Regions from separate parts of the Xenopus laevis genome. Here region 1 is linked to region 2. Evidence: chromatin contacts called from public Hi-C data. All regions are on one chromosome and are shown on one strand. The core of a region is the stretch at or near the end of the contact, and the rest is flanking DNA. Distances in the headings are between cores, read along the strand shown.

Region 1 (6,988 bases), core at 3,976-6,475, 55 kb after region 2:
TTATATTCAGTAGCTCTCCAGTTTTCAGTTTCTGCAATCTGGTTGCTAGAGTCCAAACTACCCTAACAACCATGAAGTGGTTTGAATAGGAGACTGGAATATGAATAGGAGAGGGCCTGAATAGAAAGATGACTAATAAAAAGTAGCCAAACTGTTAAATGTATGGCTTTACAGAGCATTTGTTTTTTAGATAGGGTCAGTGACTCCTATTTGAAAGTTGGGAAAAATCAGAAGAAGGCAAATCATTCAAAAAAACTGTAAAAAAATAAATAATTAAGAACAAATTAAAAGTTGTTTATAATTGGCCCTTCTATAACCTACTCAAATTTAACCTAAAGGTGAACCACCCCTTTAAGAAAAATAAGCCATTTTGAAGACCTTGCCTATGTTTGTTTGCTTTTTTTCCCTAAATGCTGTAATTTTAAGAAAGGAAAATGAGTTTGAATTTATTAAACCAGCAGGGTATTCATGTTAGGAATGGCAAATACATGCTCAGCAATACTATTGGAATAGGTGATTCTATTGTAAAATCTTTAATGCAAATGATAGCAAGTAATAATATAAGATCTATAATTTTCTACAGTTCCAGCAGGACCTCCTGAAAATGTTACTGTAACCACAAACGGAACTATAACCATTGTGAGGTGGACAGAGCCGCAATCGCCCATTAATGGAATTTTGCAAGGATATAAACTGGCATATAGGATAAAAGAATTGGAAGAGGTAACTATGCAGCATATTTGCATCAACACACAACATGTGGAATCACTTAGACTCTTTATCTGTGGTTGGATTAAATTTATATACATTGCTGCTGTTGTTTTCTCCTTTTTTTCCTTTTTAACACTGTTATACATTTTTGAATAGTAGTGATACTTAATTTGTACATCTAATGGCAGCATAAGATTCTTCACGTGTTTAAAAAAAATGCTTTATATTGAAAACACAAAAAATATGTTTGTTTTTTAAAATTAGAAGAACAGTATATATTTTCAGCATACGTTTCAGTGGTGTCAAGATGTGGGCTTCCTTATTTGCAAATAATTTTTAAAAATCACTTCAGGTCCCTAAAAATAAGCTGTGTGTGTGTAAGAAACATTCTAGCAGGTTTTTACTTCTGTTGTGTATACAGTATCAGCAATATGTAGTAGAATTTAAAGGTATGACAAAGAGGTGGTTGTTTTTCTTTTTTCACAGGTTGTAGTTGATGCAGGCTTGACCTATAAAGACATACTTGAGATACATCATCCTGAAGATCTGACTGTAAGGGTGGCTTCATACACAAATGCTGGTGATGGACCCTGGAGTGATCCTGTGACAGTATCTATTAAATATGGTACAGACATTTTTGCTTGGTTTCATATACATACAGCTGAAGGCAAAAACTTGGGTACCCTGTGCCAAATTACACATTGGGAAGATTTAACAAATTTTGAGCCTGAGGGGAAAAACACATAAAATCACAAAGCTCACATTTTTTTCAGCAACCTTTTTTTTATTCTTGAATACCAGCATATTCAAGAAAAAAACATGTACAGAATAGTCCTGGTAGCGTTCTGTTTCACAAAAAAAAAAAATTACAAGCCAGCTCCATGGTGGAATTCATGGCCATCTTTAATTTTTTCCCCTTTTGGTGCAGCAGCAAAGTACGTAGCACAGTGCAGCAGGAGCAGTGGTGGCCTAGTGCTGGGCCCTTGAGTTGGATACCCAATGATAAAAATCTTCACTGTTTTAAACGAAAATGGAGAAAAAAATATAAAGTGCTTGCAATCTTTACACACAATTTCTATTGAATTGTATAAAAACATTGGTGTTACTACCATACAGCAGTCCATAAGAACAGAGGGGAGCAGGCTGTGCAGTCTGTTGGCCCTTCTGCCTTCTTATTTTCACTGCCCGTCCCAGACAAACAAGCGGGGGGCGCACAGGCAGCCGGCAGTGGGTAGGAAGGAGGTGCTGATAACTCAGAGCACTAGGCCCTCTGAATTTTTTCTTGCAGGGGGGGCATGGTCCATGGTGGCTATGCCACTGTATAGATACTCTGAAACTTTTATTTTGCCAAGCTTTTAATGCAAATGTTTTTCTTTAATAAATCTCAACTATTCAAGCTTTCAAAAAAATATTCTCCAGTATATTTTTGTTCTTGAGAAAAAAACTCAATCTCAAGTTTTGATAAAGCAAAAGGTTTTTTTTTGTAGTAGTAAACAACTTCTGTAGGCATCAGTGTGTTAAGAAACAACATACTTACAAATGTTAAGCCACAGTTACATTTCATTTCACAAACGTTAAAACATAGGAACAAAGAAGATAGTAACTGTGGCATGGGGGTTTTGGCCACCCTTCCACTTGTCAATTGCTGAGCTTAATAAACTCTCTGACACCCAAGCTTTAGGCTGTCACTCAAAAATGATGGGCTCCTATGCAACTGATTGAGGATTTAAAAAGAAAGCAAATAAATGCCCACAAAGCAAGAAAAGTTGGGAAGGGAAATTTGGGATGCTAATGTGAAACAATCAGCCAAGAAGCTAAAGCTGAATAAGGTATGTCTCCTACAACAAGACAATGATCCTAAACATATCTCAAAAGTCGCCATGAGCTACTTGAAGAAAAGCAAACTGAAGGTTTGGAATGGCCCTCCCAGTCCCCTAAATTTAACATCATTAAAATATATGGGTAGATTTTACCTTGCAAGAAAAGCCAAGAAGATTTTTTTAACACACTGATTCATCAACTTTTAGCCTTCCAGCAATCTAGCACCCTATGAAAAGATGCATTGGTAGACTTTTAGTGCAACACTTGCTAGAATGGCACATGTTCATTTACAGATTTCTTATTATAACTGTTAAGTTACAATTTCTTTCTGATATATTTGCTTTGTACTTTCAGATGCATCAACGCCTTTTTCTTCTGCAGGTACGTAGCAGTACATTATAAAGGGAGTATCTATATCAGTGCCCCTTATCTTATGGTTGTGTATATACATTTACATTTAAATTGAACTAGAAAATCCCAGCAAATTAAGATCTAAACAGGAAACTTATACAATCGGGGCAGTCACATACTGTAAATATTGGTGTTATACACCGCGGTTTCTAGTATTCGAACAGATCACTAATGAACAAGCCCCTCCTACATCAGTTATAAAGTTACAGTTTCAGTCTGTCTGTCATTGGCCAAATTAACTTATAAAGCTAATGCTTTGTCACTGGTTTCTGTGCAGTCTAGTAGTCTTTATATATATATATATAATACACAAAAGCCATGAATATCCTGTAAATTATAGCCTTATAAACGGTGACTTCTGATGTCATCAGTTATAAACAGTGAGTTCTGATGTCATTTCTGTCACATGACTCACTGAGACTTGTGTATTATAATAAATAAAGTACCCCCTGTTGCAAAATATGAGGATATTAGAAGTAACCTCGGAGTTTCATGACCTGTATAAAAACACTCGGCCTTCGGCCTCGTGTTTTTATATGGTCATGAAACTCCTCGGTAACTTATAATATCCTTATATTTTACAAGAGGGGGTACTTTATTCACTATATATCTTTATATATCAGTCCATCCCATTCACTGTTTGATCCAGGAGGTAGAGGGATGATCTCCTTATTTCATAGCTATTTTCCAGCACAAGGATGTCTTCTTGATAAGTGAGGAATATATAGTTGTTTGAAATACTGTCTCTTAAAAATGTAATTCTCTATTTGTACAGTTGTAAAGGTGAATGCTGCACCTCTTTTCTCCTGGCACTGGTGGTATGTGGCTCTAGCTGTTGCTGTAGCGTTTTTCTGTGCTTTTTGTATTGCCATATTCCTGGCACGCATAAGGAAGAAGGAGACACGCTACGGGTAGGTTGTTTTTTGCATTTTGAGCAAAAGAAATGTGATTTTGCTGGTTACAGAATACAATGTCCTGATCTCTTAATGTCTGTGCTTTCAGAGAGGCTTTTGAGCCGACTGTGGAACAAGGGGAACTTGTAGTGCATTACAGAGTAAAGAAATCATACAGCCGGCGCACCACTGAGGCCACATGTAAGTGAAAATACCATATATATATAGTGCCATTGTTAAAGATGCAAAAATATGAAATATTTACCATTTTATTGATATACTTTATGTATGATATTGTTGTAAAATATGTCAGCACAATTGCTGGTCATTATTTGGGCAATGATTGTGAAACATATCCAGTAAGCAATATTGTTCATACACAACATCACTACCACTTACGTAGCTTATTAGAAATGAACCTGACATGAATCCCGGTCCACCTTTAGAACCAGATTGTGTGCATAATTTTAATGACACAATATAGAAGACAGGTAGCCAAGCATTTCCCTGCATTGTTTCAGTTGGATTACACAGGAGATCTATGGCTAGAACTTCTCCCTGTGCCAGCTCTGAATTGATTTTGTATGATATAGTGGTCCTACACCCAAAAAAACAGCTTTAAGCAACCTTCATACTTTACACACACTAACTGACATTGTCAGGGGTTTCACAGTTATTTGTAAATGTAAATGTTTGTGACCTCTAAGTACAAAGTAAGTTCAGTGCTGCCTTGTGGACAGAACCCTTTTGTTACTAGTTGTCTGAGCTGTAAAATAATTACAGGCCACAATGTGGAGCTGTGAGTACTCTTCAGGCAAGTTACCATTCTATGCCGATACCCCATAGAAAAAAGCCCCACGTCTATTAAGTTCAAGCCTCAAGTGCAATCATATAATTACAGCAGCTGTGCTTTCAGTACTTGGAATGTATTGCTTTTGGTTTCATATCAGTTCTGTGTGCCTGACTATGGAATGCAGTGTCAGTCTCTGTAGGGAGTGGGAGTAGAATGCGATAATAGAATCTGTGCATCTGTAATAATGCAAAACGCAGAAATGTTAATGAAACTGGATGTCCCTGTAATCATGTTCCATGTTTATTCTGATGCCCACCTTCTCTGTCTGTCTCAGCTTCCTACAATCACCAAGTAGTTCCCCAGAAGTGTGTGGGAAGCAAATTCAAATACTGTGCCTCACCATATCCAAGGGTCAACAAATGATGATCCCTAGGGTATATAAGTAAAGGATTACTTCTTTCCTATTACCCTCACTGGCCCCACTGCTTCTCATAAGAGTGAATTAACAGCTGTGTTGGTAGATGCTTAGAATGTGGAGGGTAGCTGTCAGAAAGAAAGCTGGTGACGTATGAAGGGAATCTGTTCCCTTTCAGTCCACTTGGCTGCTAACCAGGAAAATCCTGCTCATGTTTTGTGCTGGACACTGCTGGTATCCAAAGTGTTACATATACATAGAGAGCCTCCTCCCTTCCCTGGGCCCCACCAGTCTCAAACTGCATCTATTCAAACGTAATCGCAGGGCAGCAGGGACATGTTTCTTAGAACTTTGCTTTCTCATGCCTGAGGGGCGATGGAGGGGTTCGAATGCTTTCTTTGACTAGATTTTTGTATTGAAAAAACTGTTTCTGTTCCCATGTAAATACAAATTCATCAGTGGAGCAAAACTGTCTCCCTTGTCAACTAGTTGTTTTCTGGTAACAGTTTCTAAACTCAGACAAACGCAATCTTTCCAAATTGTAAACAGAGGCTGAAGTGGAGGGAAGGTCTATTTATTTTATTTCCTTTATATGACCTGTGATAAAACCCATGCTTCATGAAAGGTTAAATACGGTATATATATATATATATATATATATATATATATATATATATATATATATATATATATATATATATATATATATATAAATTAGTATTTCACTAACATTTATCTGTGTTGTTTAAAAATGCACGAAGACACAATAAAAAAAGTTTCTCGTCTGTTGTTCTCATCAGTAAACAGACTTGGTATCAGCAATGATCTGAAAGAAAAGTTACGTGATGTCATGGTAGATCGGCACAAGCTGGCACTTGGCAAGACTCTTGGGGAAGGTGGGTACTCGTTTCCATATAACAGGGTGGAAAGTGTACAAAAGTATGATCTGAGGGTTTGTATAGGTTTTCGGTGGTGAAATATATGAGTAACACAACAAAAAAATACTCAGGCAATACTGACTTCAAAAACAAGAACCTAATGGATTTGATGGATTTCCTGTTAGTAACACTGCTCTCTATGACTAGTGAGAATGCGTATGAAGTGAGAATGCCCTCCAGTTAACAGTACTGCAAGCTGATGAATAAAACAGTTGTTGAGCCTACTCCCGGTGTTTCTGCAGTCCCTGTGTGGGAATTTCCGTTCTCTGTATTATCCTACACAATCTGTAAATGCAATCGGGAAACAATCTGAAGGCTAATGACTTCCTCTTACTTCCTGATGGAAGGCTGCAGCCAGCGGTGTCTTTTTTATCCTGCATGGCACAGACTTGCAGTCTTACGGGCACCCAAACCCAGTAGCTATTTTATAATACTAAATAGGTAATCCACAACTTGAAGGGCAGGGAGGAAAGTGCAAAAACATAGTGCATTCTGCACCTTCACTTTTACATTAATTGAACTGCTGCAGGTCTTTTGTTTTGTAATGCAGAGACCTGTGGCTTCCACATTAATAAAGTGCTATTTGTATTTTGACAGTGCTTCCTGAATGTGCACTTATTTCTGTGGTCTTTTTAAATGACCCATTCTATGAATTTCTGTTTCTAGCATCCTTTGGGGGACTTTCCTAGTATAGTGGTAGAAAATTAAAAAAAAGAAAAGAATCAGGGATTCACTAAATCTATTTTTAGATTAAGTCCAATTAGCATATTCAAATTTGAAAAAACCTTGTATAATGTGTGAACAAAAGTTGAATTCTGTTATCCAGAGCTGTAAAGTCTTAAAGGAACAGTAACACCATAACATGAAAGACTTTTAAAGGAATATAATATAATGTCATGCTGCACTAGTAAAACTGGTGTCTTTGCTTCAGAAACTCTACTATAAATTATATAAACAAGCTGCTTTGTAGCCATGGGGGCATCCATGTTTCTGCAGCAAACACAGT
Region 2 (6,290 bases), core at 1,878-4,377:
ACTTGCAAAGCTCTATACAGACCAGGCAGAGAGGTCTCACCGGGAAATCAGTCACTATCATGGCAATTTGAATCAGAATACCTTTAACCACACCTTTCATCCCACTCATAGAACTTTCCCCTTACTATGCTGGGTCTACTGCAATGTCTATATATCATATAGACATTTTCAATATATGGTCACTTCGCATTTATTGTTCATTCACCCCCTAACTATTCTGCAGCCACACTATTCACTATAACTATTTTTGTCTCTGACCTATTCTTCTTAATACTTACTGATCCATGGTGTTTCTGAAAATGCTCTGTGAACTACATGGGGACTCTGCTCATTGGAAGAAATCCCATGGATTAAAATTCAATTATATCTGTAGCTGAGATACTTATCTTCCATAGAACACACAATAATAGAAAGAGGATGTAGGGCATATGGGATTATGGCATTACTGTACATTATAGATGTACAGTATCTCCTTGGTATATAATGATTACAAAATAAAGTATGAGGAAATAAGGTCGATGTCCGAGTATATAATAATGTGAATCCTGGCTCTATGTGTTACGTACTTATCTAATAAACATTCCTTGGGTAAAGAAGAGATTTTTACATGGACACACCAAAGAGAAGAGAATCTGTACCAGTAGTTTCTAAAAATACCCACAGTGCTGTTTGGAACTGCTGATGGTTTCATTAACATCTAAAGTAGAGATTGCTTACATAGAAATCAATGTGAACCAACTAGAAGCAAAGCCCATATCAACATGAACTGATTTATTGGCTGAATCTGAATTTGTTTGTTTTTTTAATTTTACTGAAAATGAATTGTGGTCTTAAATTATACAAATGACACTGATCTTTAAAAGGATTCAGCTTTACAATAGGAATTTGTCCCGTTTCACCCAAAAAATGTGAATTTACAGCGAAATTTGCAAAACGGCGAAAATTTCGCAAAGCGTATTGAAGTCAATGGGCATCAAAATAATTTTTTTAACGCGTGTCAATTTTGACAAATGCATTAAAGTCCAATTTATCCAAATGCATTAAAGTCAATGTGCGTTCGAATAATTTTGATGCACGACAATTTTTATGCGCGCAACTATTCTGATGCATGCCAAAATTTTTTTGATGCGCTGAATTTTTTGCTGGCGAATTTTAGCCGCAGTTTTGCAAATTTATTCTTCGGCGGTGAAATAAATTCACCGCAAATTCGCGCCTGGTGAATTTGTTCGCCCATCACTAGGAAAGAATATTAATGTTCCTAAATGGTATTGTATTCCATCTCTTGGTCAAAACTACATTGTAATAATTAAGTAAAGAAATGACTGATTTCTCTAAAGTCCATTTCCAGACTCAAAGACTTCTTCCTGGTGGAAAACTTAAGGTTGGTGTGTTGTTGAGTTCAACTTTATCTAGAGACTTTTTACCCAGAAAAGCTACAAATTACAGCAAAGCCATTTCCCATAGGCTCCATTATAATCAAATAATTCACATTTTAAAAATGATGTCCTTTTTCTCTGTAATAAAAAACACTGCCTTATACCAACTAAGATGTAATTAATCTTTACTGGAGGCAAAACAATCATATTGGTTTCACTTAATATTAAAAAAAAAATAGCAAATTTAAGGCATGGTGATCCAAATTACTAAAAGACCCATTATCAAGAATGCCTCAGATCCTGAGCATTCTGGATAACAGGTCCTATATTGTGGCAAATCTGGCAAATTACTTGGGTAATTTTAACATTTTTATACATGTATAGTGCTCAGAAAGCATTTGCTCACTTTTAATCTGTTAGAATCAACTATCTTGTTATACCCCATATTCTTCATAGTTCTATAAAAGTTCTAAAAAAACAACCATTGACATACAGCTGCTCCATAAGGATCTATATCCAAATACCTTTTTGTATCTCTCTGGTTTTGTCAGTGCGTGTTTCGTACATTTTCATACACACTAGTTACAAATTATTCGAATACATTTGTTGTTTATATTGATTAGAGCTTTCCTTGGATGTTTCTGCTGAGGATACTGAAGAAATGTGGTTATTCTATTTAGATGTGTGTATATTAAAGGGAAACTATCACGAAAATAAAAATGTAATATAAGCTTCAGAATACTGAAATAAGAAACTTTTTAAATAATTAAATAAATATTCTGTACTGTTTCTGAAATAATCAAGTTCATCTTCACTATTCCTCTCTGCATCTGTTTCTCTTCATTCTGTCTTCATGCAGGAGTTGGGTGTTGGATATTCATTGATAGTGATGGGCAATCTGTGATGCAAATTTACAGCGAAATGCGCAAACCCGATAAAAATTTGCAAAACGCAATGAAGTCAATGGGCATCAAAATAATTTTGACATGCATCAAATTTGACACCAGCAACAATTGTTATACGCGCGACTATTTAGGGGGCTCATTTTGCCTAGAAGATGTATTAGAGCTCACTCTAAAATCACCAGACTGTCTCTCTACATGCAGAATTTGTGCAAAAGGCAGTTATTTTGTTACATTTTGTTTGTACTGGAATCATTTATTTGAATGAGCTCTAATTCATCTGCTTTCAAATAAGTCCCCCCTATAAGATATATTGGATCTAACTGTCAATGAATATCTGACACCCAACTGCTGCATGAAGACAGAATGAAGCAAAACAGATGCTGAGAGAGGGATAGGGAATATAAACAGCATATTTAATTGATTGTATTTAGAAGGTTTGTAATTTCAGTATGATGAAGCTAATATTAAGTTTTCATTTTTGCGATAGTTCCCCTTTAAGATCAAACATTTTCCCCCTGTATGTTTGTCCTTCTGTGGTCGCATGCTTTGAATATACAACATTATGCACATATATGCTGCTATTAGTTATTTCTTGTATTTTTGGAGTGGTTAAAATGTACTAAATAGTTTGTATATGCACACCTAGGAGACAAATACACATTCACACAAACACACACAGCAGAAGACCTGCCCTGATGACAGGAGTTTTCTTTGTAGAAGTGAAATACCTACCATATTTCCTGAGAAAGCCTTGGTGAACAGACAAGGAATCCATGATGCTTGGGCTCAGCCATCAGAGCAGAGAGACAGATGGGACCAGAAGATGCAGAAATGGTACTGATCTCTTAATCCTGCAAAGCATCAGAATGAATGTTACCCCTTCACTGCCAGAGCTAAAGCTCCCTACCACTGTCAGTACAGAGAACTGTTATTAAGTGAAACCCATTTAGTGAATAATTCCTTTTTGCTGTCAGTGCAAAGCATTAGTCTACACAAACTGCACACATTTACTCCAATAAATAAATGCCAGCCTTGTACTGTCAGTGCAGAAAACTGATATGATTCAGCCACATGTATTAATGCTTTGTTTCACATGAAATATTTCCATCTCATAATTTGTATTTTTTTCAGCATTTTTATGTTACTTGATATTAGTGTGACAATTATTGTGCCTATTATAGCTTAGCTCAAATGGCCAGCAGCCAGGCCAAAAAACAACGTGGTGTTTTTACATGTTTAAATGTTTTGGGCTTGTGGGCTCTGTAAATTAAATATACTCCACTAGGTGACAGCAAAACACACTCTGATACAGAATGGAATTTGCAAATCTGTTTGCAATGTTTGCTGCCACTTATCAGATATTGGACCAGATTCAGTTCAGTGAGTGAAAGGTTTATCACGTGAAAACTGATGGATGAGATGCAATTCAATTCAGAACAACTTATCTCACAGTTTATCATACTCTATTGAATGCTATGGGAAAAAACTGGAACTGAATTTGGAGTAAAGTATTTTCTCCTCAAATTGAATCCACGAGTTTTCACGTGATAAACCACAATATAACTTTTTACTCACTGAATTGAATCTGGCCCATTATGTGTGAATGTAGCTATTTAAAGCAGAAGCTGGCATGTAAATCCATATGCTATTAAAGGAAAACTATACCCCCAAAATGAACACTTAAGCAACAGATAGTTTATATCATATTAAGTGGCATATTAAAGAATCTTACCAAACTGGAATATATATTTAAGTAAATCTTGCCCTTTTACATCTCTTGCCTTGAGCCACCGTTTCGTGATGGTCTGTGTGCTGTCTCAGAGATCACCTCACCAGAAATCTTATAACTCTAACTGTAACAGGAAGAAGTGTTGAAGCAAAAGACACAACTCTGTCTGTTAATTGGCTCATGTGACCTAACATGTATGGTTTGTTGGTATGTTTGTGAGTACAGTGAATCCTATGATCCCAGGGCCTTATTTTTTAAAATGGCAATTTTCTATTTATGATTACCCAATGGCACATACTACTAGAAAAATATATTATTATGAAAATGGTTTATTTACATGAAGCAGGATTTTACATATGAGCTGTTTTATGCAATATCTTTTTATAGAGACCTACATTGTTTGGGGGGTATAGTTTTCCTTTAAGCTAATGTGCGGAGACCCTTTCAGCCTGTGTTTTTTTTTTTTGTTAGTGCGCATATTCTATGGCGCTCTTGTGCAGTAGGAGTGAGGCCAGCAAGTGTGCTGCTTCTGAATATGGGTGCCCTACCAGCATTTTATGTTGTTTATGTTTAGGGGTCCGTGAAAAGAGCTGCTATGTACTCTCTTATGTCTACTGACCCTGTCCCTGTTGAGGATGCTGCTTCTAAGAAGGAGAGAGAAGATTACAGATTTCAGATCATGCAGGGCTTGTGACAATCCTGCAATGAAAAATAAGACACTCTGTCAGTCCTGTTTTAAAGAGTATGACCTACATGACAAAGGGAAGGAGTTTTCTTCTGCTTCTACCTCATCCTTTAATTAGGACATCTTCAACATTTTTTGGTCACAAAAAAATCCATCTGTCTCCAGCCTTAAAACTCACCACTTATGGTGGCAGAATCTGGTGAATCTGCTCAGAGGGCTTACACTGGAGGAACCGCAATGGATAGAGGTATTTACCGATGTGTCCAGCCCAGGCTGGGGAGCCCATACAGAGGGAATGGAAGTCCACAGAAGGTGGAGAAGAGATTTATCTCATCTACCCTCAAACATTCTGGAGTTGATGGCAATTTGGGAGGCCTTGTCAGCTCTCAGTCCAGTCCTGTTCGGTCTATCCATGAAGATCAGGTCAGACAATGCTTCAGCTGTGTTGTATGTGAGAAACAAGGAGGTACTTGCAGCATACAATTATTATAGTGTTGAAGAAGATCCTGGTATCCTGAATGGATTTAGTAGTGATTTTTCCAGATTGGCTGCGCAGACTGTGGTATCCTCTGCTGGGGAGCTTGACAATCCAGCCACCCTTGAAACTACAAGTAGTGGAAGATCTGTTAGTTATGGGGTCCTTGATACATCCAGATCCAGGGGTCAGTTTACCGGCCTGGCTACGACTGAAACAGCAAGATTGTTCCAATCAAGTAGTTGAAATGCTTATTAAGGCCAGGAAAGTTGAATCTCTCTCCGCTTACCATAGTTTTGCCATGGGCAAGGGATGGGCAGAAGAGGCATTAATTGATCAATTCTTTTAAGCAGTCTTGAGACTTAAGCCCCCACTAAAGAAGTTGGCTCCTCCATGGAATATTGCCTTGGTCCTCTGTGCCTTGTCCTCTCCTCCCTTAGAGCCTATTCTTGAGATTCCTCTGTGGCCTTTATCTTTGAAGACCATTCTCCTAGTGGCCTTAACAACTTAACTTATACAGTCTTGCTTCCTCAAATACATTCATTATGCACTATAAATTTGATTTTTTGTTTTCATCTGATATTCATTTTGGGCAGTCTGTCCTTATAGCTTCTGTTAATTAAATTTTTGCATATATATTTCCCCTCCCTTGTGTTTTATTGCCTGTGTATGACCTGATTGCTAGTACTATGCTGCCGGGGATGACCAGGAATGGAGAAAATTGTTTCATACTTACCATAATTTTCCTTTCCTGGTCATCTTTATGGCAGCATACCCTCCCTGTTGGTGTGTGTACTTAGTACAGAGACGGGGAGAACTGGAGGAGGAGGTACTTATGGGGTAAGAGGCGTGTTTTCTGCATATCCAACGGTAGAGACAATAACCCAATTGTTACTACTATGCTGCTGTACACCACTGGCTTACATTGGCTTACAGCCTAAAGTCAAAAGAAATGTGTACCATATTGTTAAGGTCTATAGCACACCTAGTTTTGTTTGACAGGAACAATTGACGAGGTCAAAATGTCTTCTTCACCCCCTTGTCATGGTTTCTCTATTGAAAGACTGGAAACACATCTCCTATGGCAAGTGCTGGTGGGTAAAGGTGAGGACTGCTTGGG

Evidence for each region. Hi-C and Micro-C count contacts between places; a contact is called where the count stands out from the background.
Region 1: a contact with region 2 is called in a Hi-C map of the XTC cell line, with 2.8 times the contacts expected there. The contact joins the enhancer-like site here to the promoter of LOC121397063 in region 2. A contact is called at or near these places in 2 of 4 Hi-C or Micro-C datasets (the XL177 cell line and the XTC cell line).

What each region holds. Positions count from the first base shown.
Region 1 is chr8L:70,565,921-70,572,908 of Xenopus_laevis_v10.1, forward strand. axl.L (tyrosine-protein kinase receptor UFO) reads left to right here. Exons shown (of 20, transcript XM_041572939.1): 9 at 584-723; 10 at 1,198-1,336; 11 at 3,719-3,854; 12 at 3,946-4,037; 13 at 5,845-5,940. Among protein-coding and RNA genes, the nearest start is that of olfm4.L, 25 kb to the right of the region's middle. Within about 2 kb of position 5,226, at least 1 of the 7 cell types and tissues checked has an H3K27ac peak or open chromatin away from gene starts, as enhancers often do.
Region 2 is chr8L:70,512,954-70,519,243 of Xenopus_laevis_v10.1, forward strand. It overlaps LOC121397063, which reads right to left and starts at 3,128. Exons shown (of 5, transcript XM_041572937.1): 1 at 3,014-3,128. The coding sequence starts at 3,056.